Regions from separate parts of the Sus scrofa genome. Here regions 1, 2, 3, 5 and 6 are each linked to region 4. A link is a contact called in public HiChIP or PLAC-seq data. All regions are on one chromosome and are shown on one strand. Each heading gives the region's core, a stretch centred on a gene start, on an enhancer-like site or on the middle of the called end of the contact. The rest is flanking DNA. Distances are from core to core; before and after follow the strand shown. Region 1 has its middle 290 kb from the start of NR3C1. Region 2 has its middle 320 kb from the start of YIPF5. Region 3 overlaps ARHGAP26 (rho GTPase-activating protein 26). Region 4 holds the start of NR3C1 (nuclear receptor subfamily 3 group C member 1). Region 5 overlaps ARHGAP26 (rho GTPase-activating protein 26). Region 6 overlaps ARHGAP26 (rho GTPase-activating protein 26).

The links. HiChIP or PLAC-seq counts read pairs in DNA pulled down with a chosen protein or histone mark.
Region 1: an H3K27ac HiChIP or PLAC-seq map of skeletal muscle shows a contact between it and region 4, with 5 times the contacts expected there. The contact joins the enhancer-like site here to the promoter of NR3C1 in region 4. A contact is called at or near these places in 1 of 5 promoter capture datasets (liver), 7 of 47 Hi-C or Micro-C datasets (embryonic fibroblasts, fetal heart ventricle, fetal skeletal muscle and 3 more) and 2 of 2 datasets of contacts at active chromatin or transcription factors (alveolar macrophages and skeletal muscle).
Region 2: an H3K27ac HiChIP or PLAC-seq map of alveolar macrophages shows a contact between it and region 4. The contact joins the enhancer-like site here to the promoter of NR3C1 in region 4. A contact is called at or near these places in 1 of 5 promoter capture datasets (liver), 6 of 47 Hi-C or Micro-C datasets (embryonic fibroblasts, fetal heart ventricle, fetal skeletal muscle and 2 more) and 2 of 2 datasets of contacts at active chromatin or transcription factors (alveolar macrophages and skeletal muscle).
Region 3: an H3K27ac HiChIP or PLAC-seq map of skeletal muscle shows a contact between it and region 4, with 10 times the contacts expected there. The contact joins the enhancer-like site here to the promoter of NR3C1 in region 4. A contact is called at or near these places in 15 of 47 Hi-C or Micro-C datasets (adipocytes, alveolar macrophages, brain and 10 more) and 2 of 2 datasets of contacts at active chromatin or transcription factors (alveolar macrophages and skeletal muscle).
Region 5: a contact with region 4 is called in an H3K27ac HiChIP or PLAC-seq map of skeletal muscle. The contact joins the enhancer-like site here to the promoter of NR3C1 in region 4. A contact is called at or near these places in 7 of 47 Hi-C or Micro-C datasets (fetal heart ventricle, fetal skeletal muscle, heart right ventricle and 4 more) and 2 of 2 datasets of contacts at active chromatin or transcription factors (alveolar macrophages and skeletal muscle).
Region 6: an H3K27ac HiChIP or PLAC-seq map of alveolar macrophages shows a contact between it and region 4. The contact joins the enhancer-like site here to the promoter of NR3C1 in region 4. A contact is called at or near these places in 7 of 47 Hi-C or Micro-C datasets (fetal heart ventricle, heart right ventricle, liver and 3 more) and 2 of 2 datasets of contacts at active chromatin or transcription factors (alveolar macrophages and skeletal muscle).

The regions. Positions count from the first base shown.
Region 1 is chr2:145,214,033-145,217,313 of Sscrofa11.1, forward strand. No RefSeq gene overlaps it. Among named protein-coding and RNA genes, the nearest start is that of NR3C1, 290 kb to the left of the region's middle. Within about 2 kb of position 1,864, at least 11 of the 83 cell types and tissues checked have an H3K27ac peak or open chromatin away from gene starts, as enhancers often do. A contact at or near this core is called in fetal skeletal muscle and skeletal muscle, where this site is marked.
Region 2 is chr2:145,349,883-145,353,071 of Sscrofa11.1, forward strand. No RefSeq gene overlaps it. Among named protein-coding and RNA genes, the nearest start is that of YIPF5, 320 kb to the right of the region's middle. Within about 2 kb of position 1,794, at least 2 of the 83 cell types and tissues checked have an H3K27ac peak or open chromatin away from gene starts, as enhancers often do. A contact at or near this core is called in alveolar macrophages, where this site is marked.
Region 3 is chr2:144,494,454-144,497,660 of Sscrofa11.1, forward strand. The region is part of intron 10 of ARHGAP26 (rho GTPase-activating protein 26); the gene reads left to right. Among named protein-coding and RNA genes, the nearest start is that of ARHGAP26, 190 kb to the left of the region's middle. Within about 2 kb of position 1,933, at least 33 of the 83 cell types and tissues checked have an H3K27ac peak or open chromatin away from gene starts, as enhancers often do. A contact at or near this core is called in alveolar macrophages, brain, liver and 4 more, where this site is marked.
Region 4 is chr2:144,928,052-144,931,060 of Sscrofa11.1, forward strand. NR3C1 (nuclear receptor subfamily 3 group C member 1) reads right to left here and starts at 1,646. Exons shown (of 10, transcript NM_001008481.1): 1 at 1,277-1,646.
Region 5 is chr2:144,617,942-144,620,990 of Sscrofa11.1, forward strand. The region is part of intron 17 of ARHGAP26 (rho GTPase-activating protein 26); the gene reads left to right. Among named protein-coding and RNA genes, the nearest start is that of NR3C1, 310 kb to the right of the region's middle. Within about 2 kb of position 1,635, at least 27 of the 83 cell types and tissues checked have an H3K27ac peak or open chromatin away from gene starts, as enhancers often do. A contact at or near this core is called in fetal skeletal muscle, liver, mesenteric adipose tissue and 3 more, where this site is marked.
Region 6 is chr2:144,555,961-144,558,850 of Sscrofa11.1, forward strand. All of the region lies in intron 11 of ARHGAP26 (rho GTPase-activating protein 26), which reads left to right. Among named protein-coding and RNA genes, the nearest start is that of ARHGAP26, 260 kb to the left of the region's middle. Within about 2 kb of position 1,296, at least 28 of the 83 cell types and tissues checked have an H3K27ac peak or open chromatin away from gene starts, as enhancers often do. A contact at or near this core is called in alveolar macrophages, liver, mesenteric adipose tissue and 2 more, where this site is marked.

The DNA.
Region 1 (3,281 bases), core at 614-3,113, 290 kb after region 4:
CTGAGGTCATGTGACTGACTTAGCTCTCCCGAGAGGACATGCCTACTGACCTCCACACGGCTAGAGCAGTTGACCTCATTATTATGGATCATGAATCCTTCACTTCATTGACGTCTTCATCAGTAAAGTTGGAATAAATGCCTTTAATGTACATTCCATCCCTTCTCCCTCCCTAATCTAATTCCCAAATGTTAGGCATCTAGGCAATAGCATAAACCAAAAACTCATACTCAGTCTTTAGGGCCCTTCCTAAACATTCTCACGTGTAATGATCTTTGAGTATAGACAGAGCAGCTGTCTGTGTTTACAACAAAGACGCTGAAGCCCCGAAGGTTAAGTAATATAGCCATAGCAACCAAGCTAATCCATGGTCAAATCAGTACAGAGAATAATTCCAGTTGCTCCCAAGATGGATGAGACGGCAATTTTCCTCAGAGCGGCACAGACCTAGCAGCAGTCACCTCGCTGAGCTGATACTCACACAGTTGTGATGAGTAGCCTATGGGAAAATAATAAAAGCAGCTAACACTTCTTGAACACTAAAGTCCCAAGCACAGTGCAAGCACTTGACATGAATTATCTCTAATTCTTATAACAAACGGATAAGGTGGGACTATTACTATCTGTACTTGCTAGAGGAGCAATTAGGCTAAGAGATTTTTAACAATTTGTTCAAGGTTGCCCAATAGCAGGTGGTGAAGGATAAGACCAAAATGCAGGTCTTCCTGACGCCCTTCTGGCTCAAAACTCATAACTAACATGGACACTGTTTCTTTTAGTTACTTAGCACTGTCCATTTCATGACTAGATGTTATACTGATGTTGACCTCACTTTTTGGAGAAACAGGAGTGGTGTGGAGTGGGACGGGGGAGGCAGGGAGAGAAGGACGGGGCGGAGGGAGGAATGCCTCACACCCGTTCCACCTTGGCTTGCCTTCCTTATGTATTCATTCCTACTCCACAGCCAGGTGCCGGGCGAGATGCTAGGTCATAGCTGTGAAGATAAGTGCCCCAGGAATCCTGCATCCACTTTTCCCAGCAGACCCCATGTGTGAGACCAGGTGAGAAGACGTGAGAACCACGCTGTAACATCACCTGCAGCTTTCTCTAGATAGGCTGATGTGAGAGAACTCCCTGGCAGCTGAAAACACCTAGGAGAATGTTCACAAGAATATGTAACTGCTTCTCTTAGAGCCAGTTGTGGAGCCCTGATTTGACTTAGGGTATGTAGGAGGCACTCTGCATCCCCCTCGACATGGAGAGGATCGTGTTGCAGCCCTGAGGTTGTGTGTCACCGTAGTGAAGCAGCAGGCACAACACTGCCGTTGGCCAGTAACTGTTTCCAATAACAATCAGGCTGCCTCCATGCAGGGCTCTGAATGCCTGGCAGGACACAGCTAGGGGTCTCCTTGTTTTCTGTGGCCCCAGGCCAGGGCTGGTGGGCCTCTCCTCCCTCCCTTCTAATGAACCTCCAAGCTGCCCTGGGATTAGTCCAGCCTTCTTCCTATCTTCCCTGATAACCAACCACTGTCAGTCATTAAGAATTTCAGGAGAGGGAAAAATGTGGCAACTACAGATCCCCAAATGTGGCATGACTCATGATATCATCTGGTCCCAAAGAGCAATTTTGCTATTATTTCTGCTCAACATCTCTTTCCGTCAAACTAAAATGGCAGATTAAAAAAAAAAAAAAAAGCCCTGAGTAAAGGATGAAAAGTTTCATAATGGGATTTGAAAGCCTGGGCAATCATGTCATTAAAAAAAAAAAAAAAAAGCTGGCTGCGAAACGGCTTGCTCAAATGACACCAGGCACACTGCCTGGTGAACTTCAGATGAATAGGCATTGGAGTCTGTCTGGGCCTGATTTTCAGAGCCTTCTTAAAGACAGGAATCTGAGGCAGGCATGCAAACTACACTAAGACTGAGCCATGCATGGTTAGCTTGAGGGAACTTGGACGGTGGTCTTTATTGGCTTGCCAGAATTTCTGCGTGGAGTCACGCCCACCATTCCTTCTCCCAAAGGGAGAGAAAAACAGACACAACTCTGATCCATGGAATATGGTCAACAGATGTCTGCCTCACACAGCTGAGGGGGGTTGGCTTTCCTGAAATGTAAAGATAGCGCAAGGTGTCTTGGGAAGCATGGAGAAAGGAAGCTCATATCCCCGTGCGCTGCTCCCACGTGAGGACGGGGATGAAAACATCCTTCTGTGCCGTGCACTAGGTGCTCCCTCCAGTTCAAGATCGAGATGCAAGAAGCTGTAACTCAAGAAGCAACATCCACCACGTAGTTCTCAGAGCCGTGGTCACCTTCACCTGGGCTGACCGCGACATCACTGCTATCCTTAACCCTACATTCACACTCTCCCCTGACTCACTTCCTTTGTTTCCTTCACAGACTGTTAGTCTCCTAGCAACTGCTGACATCCTCCTCGCCCTGGGCTTACCTTTTTCCTGAACCGACCCCATGGACCTTCGAGACAGCCAAGGGCATTTGCCTAGCCCTCGAGTCAGCTGAATATACAGATGCCTGTACCTGTGCCAGTGCATCTGTATCATACTTGTGGTCCACCTGCTCTTTGTTTACCAGCTTCCACACACACGTACGTTAACTTTGCCTTCTCACTTGAGAGACATCCGGGCTAGTGTCTTAGGTCACCACCTAGGAGGATTCGAGAACATTACTTACAGTGAATCAGGGCCACCTTTGTGCATGCTGCAGAAACCTGTCTTTTTTTAAAAAAAATGCACCTTGTTTTATGAACACTTAACATGTGAAAATTCAGATCCAGGTATGAGAATCAAATTGACACATAACTTTTTGGGAACTCCGTGGGCTGACGAAAGCAGTGCTTTTCAAGGAGGTAGATACCACTTCCCCAGAAACGTTTTGGAAATTTGTGGGAGGATTTTTGCTAGTCCCAATGATTGAGGTAATGTGGTTGGCATTTAGTCAGTGGGGCCTAGGGAGGCTAGATTAGACAGTCTTATACAACCAAGAATTGTCCTGACAGACATCCTGGAGCCTAAAACCAATTCTTTGAGACATAATCACGAATTGTTTTTATACAGTCTTAATGCAGCCTGAATTTTCTAGGAATGCAACTACTGTAAAAATAAAAGAAGGAGATCGTATTTTGATTTCTTTGGAATGTTACCAAGAGGTTTTCATCACTGGGAAGTTGCGGGGTGTATGCGGCGGGAAAATCACACTGCAGACAGCAATGCACCAAGAAGTTTTTGAGTCACCAGTGAACACAACTCTATCAGGCTGCATTGTG
Region 2 (3,189 bases), core at 544-3,043, 420 kb after region 4:
TAACCCTTCTTTCCATCTCCAACCTGGCCCTTTCTCATCAGCTTCCCACATAGCAGTGTGGTTTTTAGGAGACTGCAAATCAAATCATGTCACACTTCTGCCCAATATCTCTCCTTTGTTTCTTTCTCTCCAAGGTCACAGTGTTAACATGACCTTGAGGTTCTGCAGGGTAGGGAATCCCACCTCCCTGGCCTCATCTTACACCAAGACACCTGGTCTCTCCCATGATGCTTCAGGCCACCTGAGTGCTCCTTCCTGATCATAGGCTGCTCTGCAGTGTCTCCATGCCAACTTCAATGTTAAGAGCAAGGGATCAGTAGACAGCTGTGGAATAAAGAAGGGCATGCAGACAGGTATGCAGGCATGAATGAAGGAATTCCACCTACAAAATTCATCTCAACTACCCTTCACTCTTATCGTGGAATGCCTACAGGGCCAGCAGCTTCCCTACTCTGCCTAGAGAGCAGAAGACACATGGGCTCAGATGGAGAAAGACTCTGAGGAAGGTCAGGGAGATTTTGGAGCAGGAACAAGACCACCACTAAATTGACCTTCCCTGGAGTCCAGGTTGGACAAGAGAAGTCAGAAACAGGGAGGGAGCCTGAGAGCATAGCAAAGGCCGACTAGGATCCAAGGGTGTGTGAGAGGAACATACACAAGAGGCCACAATTCAGAAGGACTGGAAACTTCAAGATCACAGCAGAGAAGACCGCTTTGAGGCAAGGCTTCCAGGTAACCAGAGTGGAAAAGGATATCCTAAGAGCCAAGGTCAAGAAACTGGTGGACCGAGAGCTGAGGTCACCAGAGATAATAGTTTACCACTTGTCACTATTCATGGTACCTATAACTGCAATCCCACATTATTTGTTGGTTTATTTGCTATCTTTTTTTTTTTTTTTTTTACCACCCCAACTAGATTATACTCAAGGGCAAGGACCAGGTATGTCTCAGTGTGATATCTAGGATCAATCATAATCAGAGATACTTGTTGCATATTTGGAGGATAAATGAGTGATTGAAGGGTTAGGGTTGTGACTGTACTTCAATCTCTCATTTGTCCTTTCACATTTGAAGGTGACTGTGCTTTCAGAAGTTGGGTGATGTGAGTGAAAACCATTTGAGAGTTATGAAGACATAATTTTACTGAGCTATTCAACCTCAGGATTTATATACAATTGCTCGTATTGTTTTTAGGTCCTGAATTTATTCTCTCTACCTTGAAAGTGCATGTTCTTCAAAGGCAAGAGCAAAATTCTATATAATACTTCATTTCTATTCCCAGAGCACTCAGCCTAGGGCTGTAATAATACTAAGTGGATGCATATCAGCCTTGAGGAGTGGGGTGGGGTGGTAGTTAAACATTTTTGTAGTTACACAGAACCACTTCTGTCAATGCTGTTTGACAGAAGCTTCCATATCAGCAACATAAGGACAAAAAGGAGGACATAGCTCATAGGGTTGATACAAAGCTTAAATGAGAGAATGTGTATAACCATTTATCAGTGCCATGTGCACAGTTGTCCATGCATGGTAGCAAAAGATAAAAAGAATTTTTACTCTGTTGTTTAGACCATGTGAGCTATTGCATTTAGGGTTTGTCATTATCTGCATCAATTATACTCTCATGCTCTTCTTGGAACCTTGCCCCAAAGGAACACTTCCTTTCCTGGTTTGCTTCAGCAGCAAGGATTCTGCCCCAGCACCAGTCTTCCGCAGGACCAGTTTGGTCTGCCAGCTCTGGTGGAGGGGAGGGGCGGGGCTGATGACCCCAGAGGCCAATCTGGGTGTGCACAGCTGCATGCTGCCCTCTGGTGGTGGCCTTTTGGGCTGCCCCATCTCTGCACTGGACTTTCCCAGGGCTGTGCTGACCGAAAGGTACAGGGACAAACCACAGAATGAGCACCCATAGGGAATTGCCTCGAGGATTACGGGCTGGTGATGAGGGATGCACTGCACCAACTATTCTATTTGGCTCAGTTCCTCTTATGCATTATGGGGATGTGCAATCTATACCAGTGAAAAACTCAGTATCTTCAAGCATTATAAGGTCTTTGGAGCTCAGGTGACATGGTTCCAAGGCTTTGAGAGGGGGAGTAATCAGCCTAAGATCACACTACTCAGCTGTGACATTGGCCTCTTAAGTTCTGTGTGATGGTTCACCTGCCAGACTGCTTTCCTTCTGTAAGGAAAAGTCGGGGTTCTTGCCATAAGAGAGAATTTCCTACAGGAAGGCTTCAGCATTGCCTCAGGTGAAATTACCCTAAAAGACCACAGAAGACCCGGGAGCCCACCTTGTTTCTTCCCTTTCCTTCATGCTTTCTACTCAATAGCAAGTCAGACTCTTCACTTTCCCATCTCCCATAGCTGTTCCCTGTTTCCCACCTCATCTGTACTAAGCAGCACTATGCAGGAGTTCTTTGGCTTGGATGACTACACTGCTTTCCTACAATCACCAGCCCCCTCCCTGAAGTACCCTCTTTCCCCAGGATCCTCCTTCTCTCATTATTCTTGATCATGTTTCCCTATTCCTTCATAGCAGGAATCACTATTCATAATTTCTTCTTTCTTTCCTTAATGAATATCCTCTATGAAGAATAACTTCCAGGAAAGCAGAGCTCTTGTCTTCCCACTGCTATATTCTCAATGTCTGGTACATAATAGATGCTCAGAAAGGTGCTTGTTGTGGGAAAAACTGCACTTTAGATCTTGAGCAACTTGCTAAATTTCTACAACTTGCAGCTGCTCCCTTGCCATGTCCAACTGCACAGAATCATCTTAATCAGACTGTGCTCTTATGTTGGTTGTCTGAGTGAATGAGCACATAGAAGGGGTCTCATTTCCCCCAGAGCAAGCCTTGTGTGCATGTTTATACATGCATAGAGCAAATTTTATATATTTATACAAATTACATTTCTGCCTCCATGTCATTTACAATAGCTAGTGAATACGTGTTCCTTCTCCTATGCCTCACTGTAAGTCACAGTAACAAGATTTTACAGCACTAAATGCCATCCCAGTACATTAATACAAACTTGATATTATGTTAATTTGGTGGTGGTTTCTCCCTGTAACTAGGCATTCTGGAATCATATCCAAGAAAAATAATTGAATAGGGAAAGAGACTGTAGTTGCCATTAAATTAAAACCAGAGATCATGTTGTGTGTTATTCTTCTCTGGTTCCACCTATA
Region 3 (3,207 bases), core at 683-3,182, 430 kb before region 4:
ATGAGCCTTGTCCTTGCCTTCATGGATCTTGCCGTTGATGGTAGCATGGGCCCACATGCCCACACATCCGTGCGCCAGAAGGTGTTGATACTCGGATGTTGAGCGTAACAGCCGACTTGGAGGACCTGGGTGCTGCGGGGAAGATGTGACCGACAGAGGGGCCGCAGCCTCCGCTCTAACAGAGATGGGTGGCGTGACGGCAATGCGTGCATTTTCATCCCTCTCGCCTCCCCTCCCTTCCTCCGTTATTAACCGTAGCCACCTGCTCTGGGCTTTACTGACACAGAAGACACAAGTGTAGTGAAGCGCAGCGAATCTCGTAGCCTTTCCTTCTCCAAAGTCATCCTCTGCTTTTTCCTGCAAACCGTATCCAGAGTCCTCCTTTTGCAAGCTTTCCGTGAATAGGTAGAGACAGCTTTCCTCCAGACCAGTCCCAGCCTGGCATGTCGCACCCTCTGTCAGTTCTGTCCTTGTCGTCTTCCCACCATGTGCTGTGTGTTTGCGCAGGGTATGAGCTTTTCTTCGTGATGGTTGGCTGGTTGTTTAATTAGGTATGTTTTATATGAGTCTGTTCAATTCTGAATATCTGTCTTAGGTAATTTGCTCCCAGAGGGAGAAAAATATCATTTTATACAGCTTTTACTACAGTGCTGTGTGCATGTGGTTGTTCAATTTTGTTTGTTTATGGTAATGCAATTTTTGAGTTAGATTATTTTGCTCTTTCCCTTGGGACTTGGGTGAATTACTCTGTGAGAGACTACAGGAGCTTAATCGTGTTAGTTGTTATTTAAACTAAAACATCGGCAGGTACACACACAGTCTGCATTTGTGTATGGGTAGGACAAAAAAAAAAAAACCTCTAGGAAAATGGGAAGCTGGGTAAGGTAAGAATATTGGAGGCTGGAAAGATTGATGGAAGAGCTGAAAAACCCACCGCAACCCTCTAAGGCGTCACCACCCTTATTTTGAGTATGTTTTATGAAAGGCTGCAGGATGCAGGTGACAGATGGAAGCAGCTTAAGTTTGCACTTGGACTCTGCCTATTGCTGGCTGTGTGCGTCTGGGCAGGCAGTTTAACCACATCTATAAGGTGGGGCTAGTCATGCCTACCTTGCAGGACTCTTTTGAAGATGGAATATGCTATCATATTCCTCCCTGATGGCGTTCTCTGTCGGAAGAGATTGTCCTTTGAAGTTGTCCTCTCTGCCTTAAAACCTGAGACTTCACTGTTCTCACGGTGGACCTCAGCTTTGGAGGGTATTTCCTGGAGGCCCTTTGTTGCATTTTGATGGCATACCTCTCTCCTAGAGTGTCCTGATTTTCTGAGTCGTCCCTAAGCTGAGAGCGAGCGCAGGTGCTTAAATGTCTGTGTGCAAAGGGGCTGCTAGGGGAAGAACCCATTTTCACACCGCGTATCCCCTAACGTGTTATTTATCTGTATTTCCTGTATGCGATAAAAGGTTTAAGCCCCTCCTTCCAATTTATGTCTCTTCATACGAGTGTGAAGTTAAAATAACACTCTTCCAGTTTAACATGTGGGGCGTGTGCTCCCTTGTCTGTGTGTCTGTGAGATGGTGTGAGCGTAAGTCGGCGTGTGTTTTCCAAAAACGCTCCTCTTACGTAACAGACTTTGGTTCAGGGCTCAACCTCTAGATGGCAGTTGTGTATGTGTGTTCGTAACTGTTAGGCGGTCCAGTTGAAAAGCAGCTGTCTTTGTACATTGTCAGTGCGTGTGTGTAATGCGTGTGTGTGTGTGTTGAAGAAATCAGGCGGCTATTGCTCCTTAAAGGAAAGGTATCCTAAATGACTCATTCTTTCTCTCTAAATTCCTTCCTCCCACCCTCGTAGAACGGATCATTTCATACCCACTTTCCTGCAGAGGCAGGCGTGCTCAGTCCTTCTGGCCTGTGTTTAAGCAGCGCGTTTCCCCGTGCTCTCGGCACTCAAGTGTCAGGCCCTGTGCTGCAGGGACAGCTTATTTAAGGGTGGTGACGAGGACAGGCGAGTGAGTGGGGCTGAGAACCAGGCCATCCTGCTTTTCCCTCGGGGTGCCGTCTGCCTTTATCTTTTGCAGCAGATGAATCCATTTTTCCTGGTTTCAAGCTTCCCCTCCCCTCCCCTTCTCACCCCTGGTCTGAAATAATATTTGATGTTGCCTTCCTGCTGGTTGGTTGGAGTTGCCGGTCTCAGAGCCATTGACATTTCGGAGAGGAAATGGCTCTTTCCTTCCTCGGAGGGTGTTTTCCTGCTCTCATTTTGTGGCTGCGGTGGGGGTGGGGGGTACCCGACGTTCTGAACTGCTTCTTGGCTGTTCTGTCAAATCAGCGAGTTAAGAAGTTCTTAGAATCTTTAGAGTTGGTGCAATTTTTAAATGACCGAGTTTCTTTTTTTTTTTTTTTTTTCCTTTTTAAAAAAGTTAAATGAGAGTATTTGCTGTTGGAATCTGGTCTGAGTCAGCGTGGGATGTGTGGGTTAATGGATTGTGGTGTAAAATAAGACAATCCTATTTGTGTTAGTTCTATTAGTTCTTCCTCTGTCTTATGCCTGTTTCCAGTCTTTAGTCTGCACAGTTAAAGTTGGAGTTTTATTGATTACATATACCAGTTTATTTGGCAGCGTCTAAATATAAAATGTTTTTTTTTTTAAATCTAAACCACAATGTGGCTATTACATAAGTCTGAAGAAAGGAGACAGTTCAGCCCGTAAATGCCACTTATTGTGCATGTCTGTTCATCATGAGATGCAAGAGTAACAAAAAAATTGAGAAACGACCTAGAAGATTTCTTGAATTGGAATCTTTTCTCGTAGTTTGTTCTCAGCGATAACAAGTGTTTGCATTCCCTCTGAGTGGGTCTCATCTCAGCAATGAAGAATGCTTTCTTCTGGTGCAGTGTTGAAACCTGCTACGCCTGTGTCCCCGCTGCCTGTGGCCCAGAACAGGCTCTCCGTCAGCGTGTCTCATGCAAGACCATCTCAATGTGCCAAAAATGTGCTTGTCTGGCTTCCAATCTTTCATAACTTCATTCTCCTTTAAAAATGGAGGAAATTATCTGATGCGATTGGCATTATTACTCTCCAGACTCTTATCATTGCTCTGGTCCTAACTATTTGGCGTGCTTTCCTCCCAGATCAGTGGCTATAGTTATAATACGTTATCATTCATTCATTCATTAGGATTGATCCTTTCTAGATAATTAGAAGCCCGAT
Region 4 (3,009 bases), core at 396-2,895:
TTGATACGCACGTTTGCGACACTACAGTCAAATCCCATCCAAGGAAAGGAAATCTTTTCCTGAACGGAGGCTTTAAGAAGCACAAACTTGACTGGCCCTCCGGGAAAGTGATCAGGGCAGACCGAGGTGGGGGACTTGCCACTACAAACCTTTAAGGTGAATTGCTGATCTCCCCGCCCTCCGCCGCCTTTACCTGATAACGATCTCTAAACACCACGAATCAACTGGAGCCTAATGAATTTCCAGGCCGCTTTGACAGCTGCCTTCAAACTCGAAACCAAAACAATACTCCATAAAACGAAACGAACCCTCAAAGGACCTAATACCCCCGTTTACATTGCAAATAACCCTGTCCCAGTAATCGGCCTTAACGAACCATGGCCAGGGGTCTTAAGTGGCATTACAGGGCTGCAATTACCACGTCTGCAATCTCCCAGCGACAAACCAGCGCGTGTCACAAACCGCACCACGCAGCGAGTATGGCTGGGGAGGGTCTTTTCCTAAAGGGGGCCGCTTCCAAACGTCAGACGCGAAGGGATGCCGAGCGCCAAAGAACAAACCTTCGGAGGAGGGGGCGAAAGCAAGTGCGGGGTTCAAAGAGAAATGTGTGCAGACCTGTTGAGTTCTTCCCCCGACACGCCCACTTCCACCAGACAACGCCAGCCCGGCCCAAGTCTCCGAGGGGCAGGCTGTCAGCCCCCCGCATGTGTCCACGCGCGCACACACACAGACACACACACCCTGAGCGCCCGCCAGCAGGGAGACGCACTGGCACCTCGGCACAGACCCTGCTCGCGCTCGGGCGCTCTCGGTGGAGTGCAAAGACTCGGGCGAGTAGGATCCAGATGCGGCTCAGCGTTCACCCGCAAAGGGGATGTCCGGGAGGCCCTCCTGGGAGCGAAAAGCAAAGGGACGTGGGGGCCAACACACAGAGGCAAGGACGCCTGGCCAGGGAAGCCGAGGCTGGAAACCCGGGCGGCTCGACGAGGCTCCACTCGCTGCGAGCTCGGGTTCCTCCCCCTCGGCCCGGCCCGGGGACCGCGGCCCAGGGAGAGGAAGAGGCCAGCGCTGTCACCCGCCCGCTGCCCTTTCGTCACCACCACCGGGCCCTCGCTGGCCCCCACCCCCACTCCCCGCGGCTAATAAAAGTTTGCAGGCTCCGGCGGCGGCCCGGGAGCCGGCCCCCGAGCCCCAGCCCCGCACCTCGGGGGGCGAGCGCCCTCGCGGCCCCAGCCCCGGCCCCGGCCCGTCCTGCCTGCCGCTCCCCTCCCCTTACCTCTGCCCGCGGCGCCGCTCACCGCCGCCGTCCGCGGCTCCCACCGCAGCCGAGATAAACAACTTAGCGTGTGAAAGCAGGAGGAGCGGGAGCGATTTTTTTTTTCTTAAAAAAAAAGGAAGTAAACAGCCGCCCCCTTCTCCATGGGGGGAGGGGAGGGCCCCTAGCGAAGAAAGTCCCCCATTTCCCCGCTGACAAGCCGGCCCCCCGCCCCGCTCCGCCGGCCGGGGCTCCCGGGCGCGCGTCCTCGCTGCCGGCGCCCCGCCGCTCCAGCCGCTCCAGCCGCGGCGGCTCCTTCCACCCACGAGAACCCGTCCCCGACGGGCGGGCGGTGACTCGGGCTCCCGTCACAGACTCGAGCTCGCAAAATGGAGGAGGAGGAGGAGGAGGAGGGGAGGCAGCGCGGACACGCGAAAGGGCCGCCCGGCCGCGGCGAGCAAGCGGGACCGAGCTGGGGGCGGGCGGAGGCGGCGCCACGGCGCGTACACACTCGCACACACACGCGCTCCCACTCCACCCCCGGCCGCTCCCCGCCCGAGGGGCCGCGCGGCGGCGGCGGCGAACGATGCAACCTGTTGGCGACGCTCGGCAACTGCAGGGGCGGCCGTGGCCCCCGCCCCCACGCCCTCCGCGCCCGCCCCGCCGCCCCGGCCGCGACGGCGCCTGCACGCCGGCGGCCCCAGGCACGGCCCCCACCCAGGCAGCCCTCCGGCCGCGCGGGGCCGATCCCCGTCCCCCGACCCCCCCCCCCGCCCCAGGAAAAAAGAGGCGGCGGCGGCCGACCTGGTCTTTCTGGGACGGGCTCCGGAGGGAACCGAGTTTCTCTAGTTTCTCTTCGCCGCTCCTTCCCGCCCCCGCCCAGCTCTGCGACTCCGGACCCACTCCGGGGTTCGCCCTGTCCCTCGGCGGCCACCGCCGCCGGCGTCCCAGCGGGTGACAGCGGGCTGGCTGCGGGAGCCAGGGCGCGGCCCGCAGCACAGCCGCGGGGGTGGTCCGCGCCGTGGCCCCCGGGCCGAACTGTGCGAAGCGTGTCACTTCACACGGGGCTGCGGGGTTGCACGGAAACAGTGCCGCAGCGCGTCGGCCGCTTGCGGGACTGGAAGGCCAGACACGCCCTCTGGGGAGGCTTCGGGGAGCGGAGGGGGTCCGCGCATACGTACTCTGGGCCCGGGGAGAGTCGCGTGCCGGAGGGTCCCCCTCCCCCGCATCGTCTGGGCGGCCCACTCTGCAGCCGCCGCCGCTCGTTCGCACCCGGAGAGAAGTTGCAAAGCAGAACCCACCCTCCCCCGCGCCCCGACCGTCCCCCACCCTCTTCCCCGAGTCTGCGAGGCGGCGGCGGCGGCAGAAGAAGGCGCCGCCTGCCAAGTTCAACCCCCAGCCCGCCCTCCCTCCCTCCTAGCGCGCTCACACTTGAAGGAAGTTGCACGCCAAATGCAAAACCTCCGGCGAACTAGATTTCTTTGCACTTTTTAATTATTTTTTAAAGGAAAGCAGGAGGTGGCAGGCCCCAAATCAAGTTGCAGGCGAAACAGTAAGTTGCTTGCAAAGTACACCCTCCTCCCCCCGCCAACCCCGCAACTCCTGACCTCTCTTTCCACCCCCTCCAGGGCCCGCATCCAAGTTTCCCGTGGAGGCCCCTCGCCCCCGAATCTTGACATTTGCTGCACTCTCCTCAAAGCGTCGCCCACCCTTTCGTGTTCGTGGGACCCCTGCCCCTCCAAATAAAACAGAAC
Region 5 (3,049 bases), core at 385-2,884, 310 kb before region 4:
TACCTGGGCCCGTTTGGGGAGACTCGGATGCCAGCATAGAACAGAGTGTGAATAGCGGCCCACAGTGCCCCCTGCAAGTTATCTAGGGAAAATGACGTGTAACAGAGTATCGTAAGCGTCTCCCGGATGATCTTGGCATGGTGTGCAAACTCAGTCCAGACACGTGGGTCAAAAAGGCCAGTTTGCGAGGGGAGATGAGTACCCCTGCAGTGTCGGCACACACACGCTGAGATTCCAAGGTTTGGGAGGTGGAGCGTGAGCGAGAGAAATGAAGAGGGTAGCATCAATTTCAGCCCCCTTATCGCTTGCTGATTCCCTGTTGTTCTTTTCATTACTGCAATGGCCCGATGTTTATGCGGATGACGTCGCACGTTGTGACTTGCCAGAAAGGCCCGAACTCGGTAGATTTCGGGGGTCAGGAAGGAATAGTGTGGGGCAGATGCTGGGTGTACATGCGAGACCTCATGGAAACACGGAGACTCCATTGGCACGTGTTATCGAGGCTTGAGCATCTAGTGGCTTGGCGTCTTCTTCCTGGGACGGGAGTTTGGGTGCCTCCAGGCAGCCCTGCGAGGCAAGAGGGATGTATTCGCATCTCCTTAATGGTCTAGAAGCAGAGGGGACCTGGTTCATGCACAGATGCCCGTGGCTGGGAAGCAAGGCGTCCCAGGCCTGGCCGCCCAGGAGGCGGGGCCCTGGTGTTAACCAGCATTCCTGGGCATTCTCGAGAAAAGGGGCCCAGATCAAAGAGGATCCTTGGCCTTCACATAGATCTTAGAGGCACTCTGCTGCTCCCCCTTCTTCCATGCCACATCTGGGAGATAAGATTAGCTTACTGAAGAGCCATCAAACACGGGAGAAGCACCAGTGATCTCCTCGCCATCAGGACTGGGCCAAACAAAATAGCTGTGGAATTTTACAAAGCACATTTGAGAGAAAACAGTGCTTTGGCGATGCAGGCGTTCTGAGATGGAACGCTCCTGTGAGCTTCGCTGGCAGCCCTCCCTCGGCCATACACCCTGGCTTCTGAACCTTTCTTCTCTCTAGTAACCGCTAGACACCCACTGCTGCCGGCACAGCCTTGCTTGGCGGCGGGGCCCCTGGCGGTGTGGCCTGAGCCCCGCAGAGCCGCACCGACCACATTCGCCAGTCCCACTTGGCTTCTGCCTCCCTGGTGCCTCCCCTGGGCTGCTGAGTTCTGGTGATGCTAACCCCTCACTGTCTCTGGGGTCCACCCACGCCTCCCCATGGCCACTTTCTCCCCCTAGTCCAAGCCGTCATCCTCTTCTTTCTTTCGGGGACTGCTGGCGAAGGCCTGTCCCCCAGCCTGCTCTCGCTGGTGGAGCTCTGGCGCCCGTCCAGGCCGCAGAACGCATGCTTCGTAGCCGGGGAACTTGGAACGCTGCACATCTCAACATGTGATTCCCCCGCCAAAAAAAAACTTCAAAGGCAGCTTGCCCATGGCTCTGAAGATAAAACTCTGGATGTGGCCCCCAAGACCCGGTCTGGCCCTGGGCCCTTTCGGACCCCGCAGCCACGCCTGTCACCCTCGCAATCCTGCTGCGTCCCCACGGCGGGGCGCACAGCACCCAGGAGCGTTTGTTGGGGAGAAACAGGAAGAGTCTCGTGACCAGCTCTCAACCATCCTCTTCCCTGCTCCGTCTTTTTTTTTTTTCCTCCCCTGCCTGGAATGGTCCCTCCCCAGCTTCTGCTGCCAAAAGCCTTCTCATTCGGGAGCCTCAGCTCAGACGCCACTGCCTCTGCAAGAATCCCTTCTGCCTCCAGTGCCTTCTCGCTTTCCTCAGCTCCCCGTAGCCTTTGCGCTCCCTCTCGTTTAACGCGGGTCACCTTCCACCTTGTGGGACAGTTTCCAGGGCGTGTACACTCTCAGTTTGACGAGGTCGTGAGCTCCCGGGGTCTGTCTTCCTTTGTCTTTGCTTCTTACCCAGACGTCGCAAACCAGGGCCTCTGGCCAGAGCATCCCACACGTGTGTCCTCTTTGGTATTGCTGTCCCACACGTTGCTGTTTTTAAAATTGGGGCAGCTTTCTAATGTTTTTAACAGGGGTCGTTTTACTGGGGAAGAAAAAAAATCAGATCTCCTTGCGGACAGTTGGCTGGAACCGAGTAAAGGCCACACCCTGTCCCCCTGGGCAGAGCTTCCTCGGGCTGCCTCGTTCCTAACCGGCCCTCTTGTGCCTGGCCCCGTTCTTTGCTGCCCACTACCTCCGTGGCTGCAGGTGGGCATTTGGCCATTCAGCCCTTGGCCTACCTGCCTGCCGAGCCTAAATGAGAGACTTGATACTTGGCGACCCCATAACGAACAAAGGAGGAACGGCCTGGGAAAATTATTCCTCTGATCAGTTCCGTTTTTCTCCTGAACGATTTATGATTTTTGATAGTTTGGAGGTCCCTGGAAGAAGTGAGGGATGCATGCTGCTTCCCAGGCTGTGTATATGTCTGGGGCTGGGAGGAGAGTGTATTTTTTGAGCACAAGAATGGGAGTCTCAAAGGACCTCCTCGAGCTATTTTTGGCAGCGCCAGAGGAAAATCTATTTAAAGGGACACTGCAAAGAGGACCAGCCCGTATTTTCAAGCGAACAGGCAAGTGAGCACTTTAAACTAATGGAAATGCTGAAGAATTCAGAGCTCAGCCCTTCCTCAGCCTACCTGCCGGACCTTCCCCAGCTGGTTGAACCAGGACCCTCTCTCTTCGGTGGCCTGCCTGCCAGCGTTCAGGGTTAGGATAAGGAAGGGACACACCATCAGCCTAAATTTTTTTTTTTTGCTTTTAAAAAAAATCAACGAAAGTCCTGAATTCTAGGAACTGCGTCTTTCACATCGTCAGAAGTGCCCATTCTGAAAGGGGAACTGCTGGGCGTCAAGCTGTTAACACTCCGCAGGCTCAGCGTTCCTTTGATACGGGTCTCGGTCTCGTGTTTGTTGTGAGTTGTTCCCCTTCTGTTTAGGTTAATTTTTTCAGTGACCTTCCTGGGTTTTGATACACCTCTGAGACTTCCTCTTCTGAACCCCTGGGGTCACCCTGGAGT
Region 6 (2,890 bases), core at 46-2,545, 370 kb before region 4:
AGAAATGCATACTCTGACCTCGTCGTCGTGTGAGACAGGAAAAAGTCACCTGTGCCTGTGTCGGATAAACTTGCCTCTTGCCTCCCAAAGGGGCATTGTGGGCCTTGATGAGAGCAGCGTAAATGCCACTGAAGTCTTCCGGAGGATGGGACGGAGGCGCTGGACGTTGAGGGGGTGGTTTTTGTGCAGTGACTCACTCTCTGGCTGCCCTTCCCCTCGGGCAGGGCCCTGCTCTGGCAGCAGGACCTCACGTGCTTCTACCTCAGCATCACGTACAGTGGACCCAAGAATTGCTCATTTGCAGTTTTCCAAAGCACAGAAGAACAAGGCTCCTTCTTCTGCTGATGGAGCTGTGTCACTTTTTCCAAAGACATGGAGGTGGGGGGGGCGGGGGGAAGAGGGTGGAGGGGGCAGGGGTGGGAGCCCAGAAAGACCTCCTCTGTTGAAGATGGCCGTTTTTCTGTCTGAGCGCTGGGGAGGGAGTCTCTCCGCTCCCCCAAGGAAACCCTGCGCGGATGGGCTAGTGGGTTCACACCCTTTTGAACGTTACATCAGCTTGAAGCCGGGAAGTGTTACAGCCAGGAGAGTCCTCGCATTATGAGCTGGCACATCTTACAGGCACGTCGGCGCACACGCCCTCTGTGTCACTGCTGTGCGTGTGACATCGGGAGAGCTTGTGGTCCTTTCCATTGCCTTTAAATTTTCCTGAAACACTTGATGGACTTGAACATTACTTAGATTTTTTTTTTTTTAATTCCCCTCTTTGGCGTCCCGTTTCTGTTGACCTTGGCTGTGACTCTGATCTCGGGTTGAAAGCTAGGGAAGTTGCTTCTAGGGGTTTTCAGAATTTCTGAATATGAAATGCAAGGAAGTTGCATAATGTGGCAGAGTTTCCTCTTCTTGTTGCTTGCATGTTACCCAAAATACAGTAGTTCCTTCTAGAAGCTTAAAGGAATTTGGCAGGTCTCACCCTCGGATGGTCTATTGTGGCCTTGAGAGTCAGTGTTACCCTGATTTGAGGTCAACTTTTTTTTTCTTGAAGTCAAACAACAAAGCTTCCTGAATTATAACTATGGCAACAGTGTTTAGGTAACAGGCAAATCAAAGTCCTGTGGGGGCAGGGAGTAGCCACAACAGAGAGTGGTTTTAACTGTGCCATCGCCGTGCTTGGGCTTAATTCACCAGGCCTGGGGACACGTTCAAGTAATCAGCCTACCTGCTTGCTGGGTGTCTGGGGAACCGACCCTGTCCACGCTCCAGGAGGAGCTGTTTCACCTTTTCCCGAATATTCTTTCCGCTTCATTCGAGATGGCTCACGGCAGGGCAGTGAGTGCCAGCAACACTCCAAGTGGGAAGTGTCGCTGTAAGAATGAGCTGCTCGTCGGGGTCATTATGACCCGATTCTGACCCACGGAGGAACGCTCGGACAGAAGCAGGGCATCCTGGGTCTGAAGCCCCCTGTCCCTCAGTCAGGAGCGCCTCCTCAGACTGAGTGTGTACCCAGCAGGTGTAAGAGGCCGGTGGAGCCCCGCGGAAGCGAGACGCGGAACCGGCCGTCGGGGATTGACGTGGAAATTAGAGATCATGGAGAATGAAAAGCTCTATCCTGAAGTATTAAATTCTATAAAGTAGGCTGCAGAGCAGAGAGGGGGTCTGAGGGAGGTTGCAGCCATTAAGTAAGGTGGGAACTCGGGGACGGGGGGGTAAGGAGAGGAAATGACATCTTGGAGAGCTTTCAGACATGCTGAAGCGCTTTTGAAACCTCCTGGGACTCCCACCAAGTACTATCCCTGAGCACTGCTCTCCCCTAAGCAAACAGGAATGTGCCGGAACCTACTGAAGGCGCCCAGTGGCAAAGGCCATACCCCAGGCGCCCAGGGCCCGCAGCACCCTCCGTCTGGCACCCTTGCCTCAGCCAAGCCCCTTTCCCTTTGTTTGGAATCTGTCCAGCTCTGGTACAGGTGAGAGGACAGGCTCCCAACAATGAAGCCTCAAATGAAGCTGAATGTGTCACCCCCGGATGCCCTGGGCCCTTTTCTGGACGAAACAGGACTTTGTTCTGTGTGCGGGAAGGACAGTCTCTGCCTTAGCGGCCTCTGGGGAGCTCTTAGCTGGCGGTTCTTTTTATCCAGCTCAACTCTGCCTTCCTGGGACTCCACCCTGGCTTTGATCTCCTGCAGACTAGCAGGTCTCCCCCTTCGTCCACGTCCACGTGGCAGCCCTTTGAGTCTTTGAAGACCGACATTGCGGTGTCCTGAAGGCTTCTCTTCTCCAGCCGGAGCTGGGGTTTGGGGACACATGCATCGGGCAGGAGCAAAATGTCTGATGGGTGAGAGCAGAGACAGGATCCAGCAAGAGCGGGGAGAAGGCCAGTGTCAAGGTCAAATGAGAGGGCAGACCCTGACCTTGGGCAGTAGGAAGGGACATGGGTGAGAGGGGCAGGTTCCAGATCCACGGCAGTGCTAGAGCAGGTGGATCTTGGCCCCGGGTGGGTATGTGGGGTAGAAGGAAGGGCACACTCAGGGGTGACGTGAATGCGCTTTCTTCCAGCCTCTGCTTTGCCGCTTCTTTTTCTTTGTTCTTCGCTCTAGAGGGCCCTATGAAGCTTAACTAGGCTTTTCTCTCATGAACTTTTTTTTTTTTTTGTATTTGCCACAACTCTTGGCTGCAAGCAATAGGAACACAATCCTTTACAGGGATGGATATTGTTGGTTCATTCATGGGAAGAGCGGGGGTGACACAGACGCATTTAGGTTAAAGGCTTCAACATGCCATCAGAAGCCCCTCTCCCTGCATATCTGGGCTCCACCTTGGCCTGTTTTCAGGCTCTGCCTTTGCGATGGCAGAGTCAGCCACGGAACCTCTAGGCCTGTATCCTACTGTCCTAGCA